2 separate regions of the Mus musculus genome follow, and region 2 is linked to region 1. A link is a contact called in public Hi-C data. All regions are on one chromosome and are shown on one strand. Each heading gives the region's core, a stretch centred on a gene start, on an enhancer-like site or on the middle of the called end of the contact. The rest is flanking DNA. Distances are from core to core; before and after follow the strand shown. Region 1 overlaps Rell1 (RELT-like 1). Region 2 overlaps Gm43837 (a long non-coding RNA gene).

Region 1 (6,459 bases), core at 1,888-4,387:
GTTCCTGAACCCCAGATTCCATGTTGACTTTGGCCCTAAGATCTTAATACACACAGTTGGGCTGTTACAGAAGACTCTTGCCTGCAAAAGGTCCCTGGAAAACATCTAGTGCTTAGAAAATGATCCGCTAGGACGTCATGGGATCCAATGGAACCACAGGCGCCCTGCACTAAAGATTCCTGGACCAACAAGAATTCAGCACTGACTCCTGCTCCCGTCAGCCTGCCCCCTGTCATTCTCTGGTCACTTAGAAGACACAGAGACTATGACTGTTGTTATGGACTTAATCTAAACAGCTGGCTTTTAGTCTGATTGAGTAAAAGGGAAAATGGTTTAAAGGCAACCAAAGGCCAAAACAAAACACTCCTCTTATGCAAACACGCCCTTGAGACTTCCGCTGTTTTACTCAGGATCCTGCTGTAGCTGATGCTTAGTAAAGGCTTCCTAGGAAGATCGCAAGTTGAAGGCTCCCCGTGTTATAGAGTGTTCAGGGGATAGCCTGGGTGACTGAGCCAGATCCTGTCTTCCAACAAAAAAAGTGAAGAGAGGGCTGGGCTATCACTCAGTGGTAGAGCATGTGCTCTACCAGTCTTAGGGGCTTCTTGCCTGGTAGGGCTCTCTCTTGGCCTTGTTTTATAAAACGCCTCAAAGTACATAGGTCTGGGATGGGGAGGGTGGCGGGGCGGCAAGCTTTATGCCCTACTTCCATTGGTGTGATGCATTAACTACTGGGTGTGGTTTTGGGGTTTTTTGTTTGTTTGTTTCTTTTTTGTTTTTTGCTTTTAATTTGGCTGTACAAAAATAAAATAGAAAAAAGTGGGGTGGGGTTTTAAAAAAATATACCCCAGGGCATTTTCTGTTAAAAAAATTTCTGCTTCTGGACACAAACTAACTTTTTTTTTTCAAACATTTTATGCGTGTGGTAGATGCAGTTTGATGTGAACCCACACTGGCAGCTAGTGACTTGGTATGTGTGTTGTGTCTACTAAGCAGAGATGCCAGTGTGGATGCCAGGTTCACTGTGGTCCAGGAAGCAGAGTGAGTGCTCATGGGAGTAATGTTTGTGCAGCTAAGCCAGTATTTTTACTTAAACAAACAAACAAAAAAAGTATACATTTTGCAAAAAAAAAAAAAAAATGACGTCCTTTAAATGGTGATGGGCTAATATGTAATATTCTTCAGTTTTAATTATTTTTTAATTTTATTCAATGTAGAGCACTTTCTATAGCAATAAAAAAAAACAAAACAAAAAAAAATAAGCAAAGATATTTAAGATTGTATTTATATACCCAGAGTACATTTTAAACATTTTCTAATACTTGAGCAGATGGGTGACTGGCTTCCAGAGATGCCAAAAATTAAACATTCAATACATTCAACACATAAGCTTTGTCCTGGTTTGCACAGCCTGGTGAGAATCCTGAGGGTTCCCAGCATAGTTGGCGTTTAGGGTCCCTCCTCCTCCCTCCTCCCTCAGAAGTTCTGAGGATCCTCGACAAGGTCACTGTCCACGACACTAATGATGGATCGCTTCTTGGTGTAAAGGAAAGAGTCACTCGGTTGCCATCTTGATGTAAAACATTTTGTAAAGGAAAATTTTTTGGTTTCCAGTGTCAAATGTATTTTTAACTGTCTGGTTTGTACTTTTTATGAATTTTGTACTACCAAAGCAGAGTTAAAAATAAAAGCATTAAACCAGTGTGCTTGAATGAGCGACATCTTACAGGACCAGCTTCTTAAGTCTTCGATTGTTGAGTAATCGTTAGGCTGGTCTGATTGGATTTCCCCTTTTATAGCACCTCTACCTCCTCCCCCGCCCCCGCCCCATGGATGATTTGGGACATAGAGAAATAAATATAGTGTGGAGTTTATGGGTACCCCTCAGTCTGCTAATCTTAGTGTTCAACATCTTACATCACCATAGGAACATGATCATGACTAAGAAAGCAGCATCCGTCCAAGATTGATAAACAAATTAGAACTCAGGGGGAGGGGGATTCCCACTTTGCCCTGAGTTATTGCATCTCCGAAGACTGCTCACTAGTCCAGTCTCTTGATCACAACACTGTAGTAAGCTGCTCGGCTCTCTACAGTGTCCTTCCATTTGAGCTGGGGAACTTTCTCATTGGAGAGACTTGAAGTTTTGCCTTGGTAAGGATGCTGCACGTCAGGGGACATGGAGTTGACATGTGTCATCTTGTGATTTCCAGTCAGTCATTTGGTTGTCATGTCTAGCAGGCTTCAGTATGTTACAGTTACTATTTGTGCCTCTGTAATGAAGAGGGAAGATACTCGGGGATGAGGCTAGTAACTTACCTGTGTTTACCTTTTCGTCTGCTAGCTTTACCATCCATTGGAGGTGACTTCCCCAGGACTCCAATCAACAAGTTACCAAGAGCTTGGCAACTAATGCAATATAGAAAGCTATTTCAGGCCAGAGCTAGAAACAACGTTTCTCCAGGGTTAGGTCCACCCTGTATTCTGAGGGAGGTGTTTGTTAGAAAGTTCTCAGCATTTCCTGGTTTGAAGTTCTGCATCATTGAAGATCTGTGTCTTGAGATATCCTTCTCTGTGGGTATCCTATTCCTCCTTTTAAGGCCATCTGCCCCCTGGCTTAGGGGCCCACTGCAATCCATCATAAGAACTCATCTTAACTTGGTTACATTTGCAAAGATCCTAGCTCCCAGAAGGGTCACGCGAGGCCTATTCTAGGTGTTGAAATTTCAGTATCAATGTGGGTTTTTTTTTTTTTTCTGGGTGCGAGGGAGCAGGACAAGGGCATACAACTCCATTCCCTCGAGGATAGTGCCTGTAATGAAAGCTCTTACAGATTGATGCCTTTGGCACGGTGCTCTCTCTCCCCACTTCCCCCACGCTCCTCTGTCTCGCCTATTTCTAGCCCCTTACTACGTTCTGGCCCAGACGGTGCCCCAGGCTCTTCTTGTTTTCTTGTTCCTTGCCCCAGTGTTGTAGAAAATATTTAATCTCAATTTGAGGTTTCTACCCTGACTTTGACCATTTTTTTTTCCTAGATAAAAGACACAGGGAACCTTTATATTTACAAGCCTTAAACAGCACAGCTGGGCAAATATCTACCTTCTATGCTGTTAAAATATATTTCCTGTTGATAACCCTGAGTTATTACTGTTTCACATGGGCTGCTCTTAACTCCAGTTGGCCAGCCCTCAGGGCTGTGCTTTCTTGACTCCTAACCCAGGGCATCTTACTCCCCTCTCCACCTTTCTCTCTCCCCTTGTGATCATCTCCAACTCCAATGCTGCCGGGAACACTAAGCCCCCACCTATCTCAATTTTGCCCAGCTATAGGCTGTAGGCATCTTTATTCACTAATCAGAAATAACTTGAATCTATGTGGGGACTCTCTGGGACAACCAAGTCTTGCTCCCCTCACACTTAGCATTACAATTCATAGCAACAGACCAAACCTCAACATCCCATCCTTAGGACCAACTGCGAATCTAAGGAGCCCTAAGTCATTTTGCTAGAGAATGGTATTTTTTAAAATAAGGACACAAGCTGTGCTCATTGATACTGGGTGTCGCAGCCTCTGCCCTCTGTATAGTAATCCATATAGTATACACATCTTTGTGTTTCTGTGTGCTAAGAGTCCAAGTCCACACGGTACCTCTGACTCCGTACTTGTTCCATTCATTTTAACCTTATGTTATTTTCAACTTTGTAGGAAACACCACTCTTACTATATAAGAACGTTTTCAATGCAGGCATGCACATTTAGGGCCTGAGGTTCTCTCCACAGTCATTCCCGCCTTCATCTGTGTTCACAGGCACTGTCAGGGTTGGGAATGTGGCAAATCATGGCCAGTCTGGATCCCCTGGTCAGTGCTCTCTGTATCTGGGCTCCTGGAGGATCTATGGTTTTGGGGGTGGGGCACTGTTTATGGTTTTGCACACTTCTGCAATTCCTTCTCAAGTTTGTCTTGCTGGCCAGCCTTGCGCTATCCAAAACTTACAGTTGAAAAAGTGAAGGTTAGGGGACTTACAAATGGGGTCCCCGCAACTTGGAGCTTTGTAGCCAAGTGTTTGACGCTGAGCATCCACCTTACACAGAGATAGCACTTTGGCCCCCTCTTCTGGTTGGATGTAGGAACTGCAGTGGGGCATGATCCGGCCATTTGTGTGTACTGGTGTGCAGAGCCCCCGTGATGTGTTGGCAGAATGAATAAACCTTTAAAAATAAAGGATATCACTAGCTAGCTAATGGGAGTAAAGGAGCGAGTTTGGTTTTTTTTTCCTGATCATTTTTTTTCTGACCCTGTCAATCTATCTTGTTTTTCCCTTCAAACGCTTCCTCACTGTCTGAGGCCAGACAGTGCCTGTGAACACAGATGAAGGCAGGAATGACTGTGGAGAGAACCTCAGGCCCTAAATGCTGTCATAGAAATGGTGTGACTAAGCAATTGGGACTCAGAGAGATAGCTTGACCTTCGATGTAGAGCTGAGCCTTACCTCTGCCACTCACGCTGTATGCTGGGAACCAGGCTCTTGGCTTCTTTGAGGCTTAGCATTTTCCCGAGCCATCGTTTGCACAGTGGATTTGCTTGTTGGTTTACTTTTGCATGTGGATGTGGTGTGTGTGTGTGTGTGTGTGTGTGTGTGTGTGTGTGTGACATGCCTGTGTGTTGTACATTCTCATGTGTGTGGGCATGCATATGTTAATACTGAGTGTCTTAAATTTCTCTTTACTTCATTGGGTTCTCTAACTAAACCCAGGCACCACTGATTTAATTAGTCTAGCTACCCAGCTTGCTGTAGGGATCCCTTTGTGCTTTTTTAAGGAGTAGAAAATTCACACAAAATCGTGATGCGTGCCATAGCCTGCCCGTAAACTCCCAGAAGGCACTGCTGTTTTAGTGGGTATTGGTGCCACTGTTTTGTATGGCTATAAACAAAATACCTGGGGTCGAATGGTTTCAAAGGATAAAAGGCTTAACTGCTCCCAAGTTTGGGAGGTTGAAAAGTCTGAGCTTAGCAGCCACATTTAATAAAGCCCTTGATGTTCACTGGACAATGGCAGGTGCACCATCACTGTAGCAGGAGGGTTTGTGAGACGGGCCAAGGAAGACTCAGAGAAGAGGAAAAACCGCTCTCAGGGTAACCAATGCAACCCCACAAGACACAACTCACTCCTTAATTCTGTCTTGAGACCTGATGCTGTTACTTGAGAAATAAACAGTTTGTTCTTGAGAGTGGAGCCTCCACAGCCTAATGACCCTTTAAGATCCCACGGGCCCTCAACATGATTACCTTGTGAAGAAGGAACGCTAAAAGAAAGAGTCACCTTAATATGAGCTACTCACTTTAAGGGTGATGTGACCTAAAAGTCTAAGTGGGGTCAACTCCTGTGTGTGCACCGGTCAGTATGGGATGAAATAAAGGGGATAAAGTTTGTTCCAGATAAGTGCCTCTGTATTGTAATTTTAATGATGGGTGATAATTGATGATGTAAGTGGGAAAGGGTCACTTTATCACTTTAGAGATGGGTGTAATCAGAAGTGGTTTGGAGAGCTTTGGTGTGTAGCAGTTAAGACTTAGTTTCTAAGATGTTGAATGTGACTTGTGAAAGTGAGCCAGTGACCTCAGCCAAGTGACCAGAAGACAGCTAATTGTGATGGTTTGCCAGGAGCTGGGCAGGTGAGCAGCACTGTATGTCTTAGTGTTGTCTTGTGGTGCAGAGGGAGTCCTGGCCATCGCCTCTGCTTTACACATGGATGTGACTGGAGCAATGGGTCTCAGTACGCCCAGGCAGGATTTGCTTGCAGACACAATTGATGGAGAGGATTTCAGTCCATAATTCAACCAATAGCCATCTCTCCCAGCAAATTACTTTTGAAGTAGTGTGTATATAGTTATTTCATCTTGCTATAAATAAGTAAGCCATAAATAAATAATTTATGGTTTAAATATGACATCCATTTTTACTAGATTGTCACTTGGTTTATGGCTAATGTCATGAAAACCTTTATGAGTCTGGATTTGCAAATTCATAGTTTAAGCCTTTGGCTGCTCTTCAGTCATTGTTTTAGACAAGAAGAACTTGGAATGGAACCTAGGGTTTTGCACATGCAAGGAAAACACTTGACCATTCAAGCGATCTCCCCAGACTTTTCTTTTTCCCTCCCTCCTGTCCATCTGTCCTTCCTTCCTTGCTTGCTTCCTTGCATTTGAGACAATGAATCATTATATAACCCAGGCTAGACTTGAACTCAAAACCTTCCTGCCTCATCCTCTGGAGGGCTGGGATTATGGAAATGTACCATATGCCCCGCTGTTACGTTGTTATTCTATCATACATTCCTCATATCATTTTGCTTTCAAAGCATCAGGATTCTCCTTTTTTGTTTTAGATTTATTTTAGTTTATGTTTATGGATGTGTCTATGCATCTGCCATATACATGTGCCAGACTGCCAATTAGAGTA
Region 2 (6,459 bases), core at 2,361-4,860, 480 kb before region 1:
TTCTACCCTAGAGACTTCATTTTTCTCTTCTTTTTACCTGTTTCCTCCCTCAGGCCTGGGAAGAGATGTAAGCCCTCACGGCTTTCTTACAACCACTCTCCTGAAAGACAAGTGACCAGAAGAGGAGATATCCCAGCAATAGGAAACACCATGAAGAACACCTCTCTAGAGTTCCATTAAGCTCTGGGAACAGGATCATGGTAATATTGTGCTGAGCATAAAGGTCTGAAATAGCTGCAGAGTGGTGGCCTTCCAGCTACTTCAGTGGGAGACTATGAATCCCTTGTCCTTTCAGTGAGCGTGTGGGGGATACAGTGTCTGCACCACTCAAGCTTAGTGCACTGTTCTAGACCCAGCACTGACTGGTGCTTACCTGGGATGGTACCCAAAACCTGCCAAACTTCTGTCCGTCTTGCTATCATCATTTCCGGTGTATGAGCAAGGCTTTAGTGGCCCTGAAAGATTGAGGGATCTCCCCAGGAGTACAGAGCTACATCATGAAAAGCCAGGACCAAAGTCCCTTCAGGACACTTAGCGGTTCCATTCTCCTGCCCCAAGAAGAGATGTCCAAAGGAGATTGCACAACCCACACTGAAAGTTGGTTCCAGGCACTGCCCTCAGAAAAGTCCCTCACCGAGCATTTGAGCTTCTCTCACTTCAGTCACAGTCCATTTCCTCTTCCCAGCCGGCCGGCATGCTAGAGAATTAGGTGTGGCAACTTCCAAGAAGGGAGGGAGGTACCCACCCCCACCCCCACCCCCCTCAGGACATCCTACAGCTCTGAATGGGAGCATTCCTTCACAGTAGTTGTGCTGGAACCAAAACCCTTCCTGTGAAGGTCACCTGCCCCCATCAGGAAGTCCCCCACCCCCTGCATCCTTGTCAAAAGCTCCTCCCCCCCCCACACCCCCTCCATCTTGGAGAGCAAAGGTTCATTAGCTTGCTAAGAAATCACATCTCTGCCTCTGGTGCAACAAGCCTAGGGTCTTGCAGCAGACAAATGGTATTTTTGGTTCCTTGGTAAGTCTACAAACCCAGGGTTCCATCTCCTGGCATTAAATAGCTTCCTTCCTAATTGGAGCATGCTCAAAAGTCAGACCCACCATAGGGCTTGTTAAAATTCTGATGGCAGTACTCCACCCACAGGTAGGACCCTGGGGCCTGTATCTCTAACAAGTTCCCAAGAGATGTTGATGCTGCTGGCCCTGGACCACACTCCGCATCTCCAGGGATTACTTTGTGGTGCAGCATTAGCCCCAGCAATGCCATTTTCACAAAGCACCATTTAAAACATGATTCCAGGATAACATATTATGTAAGACCCCAGAAGCACAAATCAGCATGTGAGGTCAAGAGGTAGAGGAGAGTGAAGAGCGTGAAGCCAGGTAAGCCCTAGCCAAACACTGAGAAGAGAGCTCTGGACGTCCTGTGCCTCCCATAAGGAGCGCACATCAAGGGATCGTGGAAAAAGTCTTGTTTATAGTCAGGCTTTCTTTCTCATTCCTGAGGCGACCACAGCTGACCTGGGCAAAACAGGCCTGCCCTGCCCAGACCTGCCCAAGGTGTTCCCTCATTCCTTGGAGGTGAAGATGGTACGGGCGGGGGGGCGGGGGGGAGTTGTGGGAAGGGGTATGGGGGACATGGTCTGGGGATACTGTCTGTCTCAGCCTGCCAGCCCAAGTGGACTCTGAAATTCCAATCTGAGTAGCTGAGAAGACAGAAAATGTTCTGACCCTTTCTGCAATCACAATTTCTTAGAAACATCAACATCAGAAGGTAAAACCTGAGTAGATTAACCACTCAACTTCTTCCCAAATTCTTTTGCCCGTTCCATTCCTTCTGAATGGAAATTTCTTTCTTGTGGCTATTCCTAGTCTCCCTTCCACAGTCAGCTATGGCTCCTGTCTGGGCGGTGGTCTCAGGCACTTCTCCCTCTTTGGCTTCCACACTTGCAGCATCCTTAAACCTTCAGCCAATCAGCATCTCCTTTGCAGGCTCCTTTGCCTCCTCCCTTTGTTCTTTCTGAATGATCATTTTCTTTTCTGTGACATCGACAACAAGAACTGAAGAAACAGAAGGAAAGGTAGCTGTAAGCAGAGGGAGGCTGGAAAGGGATTTTCTCTCAGAGAGAGAAGAAAGAAAGAGTGTAGAGATGCCTAGCAGCCCCCTGGAGGTTTTGAGGAAAGAGAACCCAGGCAGGTTCTGGAAGCAACAGAAAGAAACAGGGTGGAGATTGTAGCAGGGGTGGCTCTGTGGTGTGGTTACAGAGTGTGAAAAATGCAGTAAAGGGGATACAGCAATTCTGAAACCTCCCCTGGTGCCAGGGACCCTTATGCTTTAACTGCATCACCACTGTGGGACTAGGTGGCCTGGGCTCAGCCTTCATTGGCTCACCTCCGCACGATCCTTCCATCTTTGACCTTGCCCTTTCCAGTGTCTGGCACAGTGCCTAGGCTGTGGTAGTTGCTCAGAAAGGGCTCCCTTCTTTCCTCTCTCCAGCTCCGGGGCATCCTTCATGTTGACATGGGGACAGAATTGGAGTTGAGGCTGATAGGACAATAGGAGATGAGGAGGGAGGGTAAATAATGCATAGCACTGAACCCTCCCCCCCCCCCCACACCCTGGACCAAATACCAGCCTCACAATGCTGATCTTGGCAGGGGGCCCACCATCTACCAGACCCCCCCACCCCCGCAGGCCTCTGGGGTATGGCTAATTAAAGACACGCTTACTCATTTCATTCCCAAGTCACTATTTAAGGAAATAGAACCATGCCATTCCTCTAAGGCCTCTGACCTTAGATACTAGAGGCAAACAATGCCGGGGCTTGTCCAAGTGGCCATAAATGCAGAGCTGTTCAAAGAGCAATTGAGGGCCAGAAAGGGAGGACAGCACAGGCCACACAGCTGGGCCAGCTGCTGGATGGTCCCCTCCTTCCATTCTCCCCACTCTCTCCTCTTCCCCATCCCCTGCAGAAGCTAGTGGCAACCCTCCCACCCTGACACCCCCTCCCTACCACCTCCTCACAGTTAGCTCCTGGTTTTCTGAGCTCATTCAGACTCCTAGCTGACTCAGAGAAGCCTTAGTGATCTCCATGGATTTCAAGCAGGAGCAACTTGCAGCCTCTGGGATTTTTCAGGGTTTTTTGAGACTAAAGAAAAACATGGCTTTTGTATCTGTGTGTCGTGTATGTGCACATGTATGTTCATGTGTACATGTCTATCTATGCATGTAGGCAGAAGTCAGATAAGGACACCTGGGATCTTGTCCCATTACTCTCCTTTTTATTCCTCCTAGACAGGGTCTCTGAACCTGTGTCTGGACTGATGTATTGAGGATTGGTTCTAATGCTTTGATTTAATCAGGAATCTGTGTGTCCAAATGCTGAAGGACCTTGTCCCCAATTGGTTTTTGATTGATCAATAAAGATGCTAGCAGTCAATGGTTGGGCAAAAGGAGATGGACCGGGACACTTAGATTTGCGAGGGCTTGGGATAGAGAAGTGGAGACAGAGGATTGCCTGAGATGGCTTGAGATGAGTTGAGAGATGGCTCAGATTTAGAGCTGTGGCAGAGAGAGCCTCTGAGCAGTGTAAGAATTCTGGTAAGTGGCCACTGCCCACTTCCCTATTGGGCCTGGGGTAGCAGGCAAAGGCTTAGCACTGCCTAACCTTTGAGCTAATCACAGCATTTCAAAAACAAGCTAGTGTGTGTGTATCTTTCATTCGCCAATGAAAGAGTCCCTTGGTGGGTGACTGGAAGTGTGTGACCGGCCGGGAGCACAAAGTGGAATGGTATGTCTCTGCTTCTCCACCAGCCCCCTTCTCAGCATTGGGGTTAGAGGTGCACATAGAGCCATGCCTGGCTTTTTATGTGCATCATGGGATCCAATTCTGGTCTTTTAACGCTCTTGCTTATGGAGTCATGTGTTCAGTCCCCAAACACAAACTTTAATCAACACACTCTTGGCTGGGATCTGCCTATGTCAGATGTGGTATTGAGAAGGGAAGGGCAGAGAATGCAAAGCTTTCGATAGACTGTAGTGATCACTCAATAAAGGGCCTCCAGAGACTGCTCTCTGCTTCCTGCAGATGGAGCCTCTTGAGAACTTCCTCTGACAGCCATGAGCTCTGCAACTCCCTCCCTGCTGTGATGAGCTGAAACCTCTGAACCCGAGAACCAACATAAACTCTCCTCCACCATCTCTCTCCTCCACCATCTCTCTCCTCCACCATCTCTCTCCTCTACCATTTCTGTTGGAGATAGTGGTCAGAGTGATATTCAAGTAACAAACACAGAAAACAGATAGCAGAGAAGTAGGGTGACTTCTATGAACACCCCAAAGTCATCCTGCTTAGACTTTGGCAGATGATTTGTGGAAGGAATTTGGAAGTTTGGGGCAGTGGACTGGAGAAGCCCTGACATGCTGTGAATGTAATGGATGATTCTGGTCCAAATGTAGAAGACCCAGAATGCTGACAGAAACACGGATGGCAAAGGACAGGCTCAGAGGCTCCAGACAAGGACAGGGATTGTATAGGGAATTAGATCTCAAGTCATTTCTATTATATCTCCAGAAGGAATTTGTCTGTATTCTTTAAGGTCTTTAAATTTTGAAGTGAAGCTGGGTTTTTCTGTTGTTTTGTTTCCAAGGCAGGGTTTGTCTGTGTAGCCCCCACTGTTCTGGAACTCACTTTGCAGGTCAGGTTGGCCTCGAACTCAGAGATCTGCCTGCCTCTGCCTCCTGAGTGCTGGGACTAAAGGTGTGCACCACCAATCCAGCTTTGAAGCTGGTTTTTAAAAGAGTGAGCCAATTTATTTGGTTGAAAAAATTCCAAGTCTTCACAGCATTCAGGCTGGTACAGGGCCATTTTTGGCTGCTTTTAGTCAGGAAACTCCGAGCAGGAAAATTTGGGAAAACATGCAGTTTGAGAGAGAAAAACAAAAAACACAAAACACAAACTTACCTAAAGTTGGAGGTAAAACCAGTATAGACAAAGCAGCTAATCTGTTAAACAGATTAGCATCCTTCAAGAAGCTGCTTGCAGCACTAGGAAATGGGAGTGGAAGTGAGACCCCGCCCTGCTCTACGGTGTGAAAGTACAGACTCATTGAAAGAATTTCCTTTGTAAGAGAGAATGAAAAACATGCCTTCCTAAACAGGGTCTTCCAGAACTGATACACATGTACACACAGAGACTGTAACAATACAAACAAGACCTGCATAGTTACAAATCAGACAAGAGCCCAGGATGGAGAAAGGGAAGTGGAGGAGTCCACTCCTGACCAATCCTAACCATCAAACTAGTTGCAAACAAAACTCCTGGGAACGGGAAAATCCGTGTTCTTCAATGGAGAGATGCACAGATGTATCAACCTCACTCCAGGGTAGACTCCATGCCCAGGAGTAGTCGACTAACACAAAGTAGACTCTGTGCTTGATTGTATGTGAGTTGCATTATTTTATTTGGTATTTTTTTCTTACTGGTTTTCCTTTCTTTTCCTGTCTTTTCTTTTCTTTTTTGGTTTGTTTGTCTGTTTTGATTTTCTCTTTCATTTTTCTTTTTCTTATGAGAGAAAAGACGTGAAGCTGTGTAGAGTAGGGAGATGGGGAGGAGATGGGAGAAGTTGGGGGAAAGGAAAATGTATGATCGAAATGTATGGATAAAAACAATTTTAAAGAAAGTTTTAAAGCCCTCCTAGAAAAGCACTGACTAGAAGTATTTTCTTTGGTACAACAAAGTGGGCTCTCAGAAGCTGCGTATGCCTAGGGGCTATGTGTGTCTGACACTGTACAAGTGTGTGTGCACTCAGGGCTGCGTGTGCCTGATGCTGCCTGAGAAACTACAGGATTTAATGGTCATCATGCCAGGTTTCAGTCTTGCTTTGATCCTATCTTTTTTTGCTGCCCTCTTGTTTCTTTTAGAATGGCAGCATTCAGCCTATGTCCTCTTATACGCCATTTCAGTTTTGATTGAATGGCTCACAGCCCGGAGTTTTCTCTTGGGCCTCAGAAGAGACACTGGACTCTGGAACAACGTTGAGACTATTAAGACTACAGGAATTCTTAAAATTAGACACGATGCAGCTCTAGTCACGAGATGCCCACGAGCCTTTGGGTCCAGTGGTAGAATATTGCGGCTTGACTCTGAAGTGCCCCCACAGGCTCAGGCTTTGAGAGCTCATTCCCCATGTGGTGGTTCTATCCTGGGAGGCTGTGGAATGGGAAGTGGAGCTTTGCTAGCGGAAGGAGGTCATTTAAGTCAGACCTCAGAAGATAGCCCAGCCTCTAGCCCTGGCCCACTGTGACGTGAAGGGTCTTCCATCACATGCTCCGGCTGCGGTGGGCTCTCACATGTCTGCCCCACTCTGAAACCAGGAGTCGAAATAAACTTTCCTTCTTAGGCTGTTTCTGTCAGATCCTTTGGTTGAATACGAAAGCAGCCGATACAGAGAGGAA

What was found. A called contact is a pair of places that touch in the nucleus more often than the background predicts.
Region 2: a Hi-C map of pro-B cells shows a contact between it and region 1, with 5 times the contacts expected there. The contact joins two enhancer-like sites. A contact is called at or near these places in 2 of 15 datasets of contacts at CTCF or cohesin (both in the NIH/3T3 cell line), 8 of 484 Hi-C or Micro-C datasets (the Ba/F3 cell line, the HPC-7 cell line, cortical neurons and 4 more) and 1 of 115 datasets of contacts at active chromatin or transcription factors (microglia).

Annotation. Positions count from the first base shown.
Region 1 is chr5:63,904,314-63,910,772 of GRCm38.p6, reverse strand. Rell1 (RELT-like 1) reads left to right here. Exons shown (of 7, transcript NM_145923.4): 7 at 1-1,875. Among named protein-coding and RNA genes, the nearest start is that of Rell1, 61 kb to the left of the region's middle. Within about 2 kb of position 3,137, at least 20 of the 459 cell types and tissues checked have an H3K27ac peak or open chromatin away from gene starts, as enhancers often do. A contact at or near this core is called in pro-B cells, where this site is marked.
Region 2 is chr5:64,385,817-64,392,275 of GRCm38.p6, reverse strand. Gm43837 (a long non-coding RNA gene) reads right to left here. Exons shown (of 3, transcript XR_003955925.1): 3 at 2,401-2,547. Among named protein-coding and RNA genes, the nearest start is that of Gm43837, 11 kb to the right of the region's middle. Within about 2 kb of position 3,610, at least 112 of the 459 cell types and tissues checked have an H3K27ac peak or open chromatin away from gene starts, as enhancers often do. A contact at or near this core is called in pro-B cells, where this site is marked.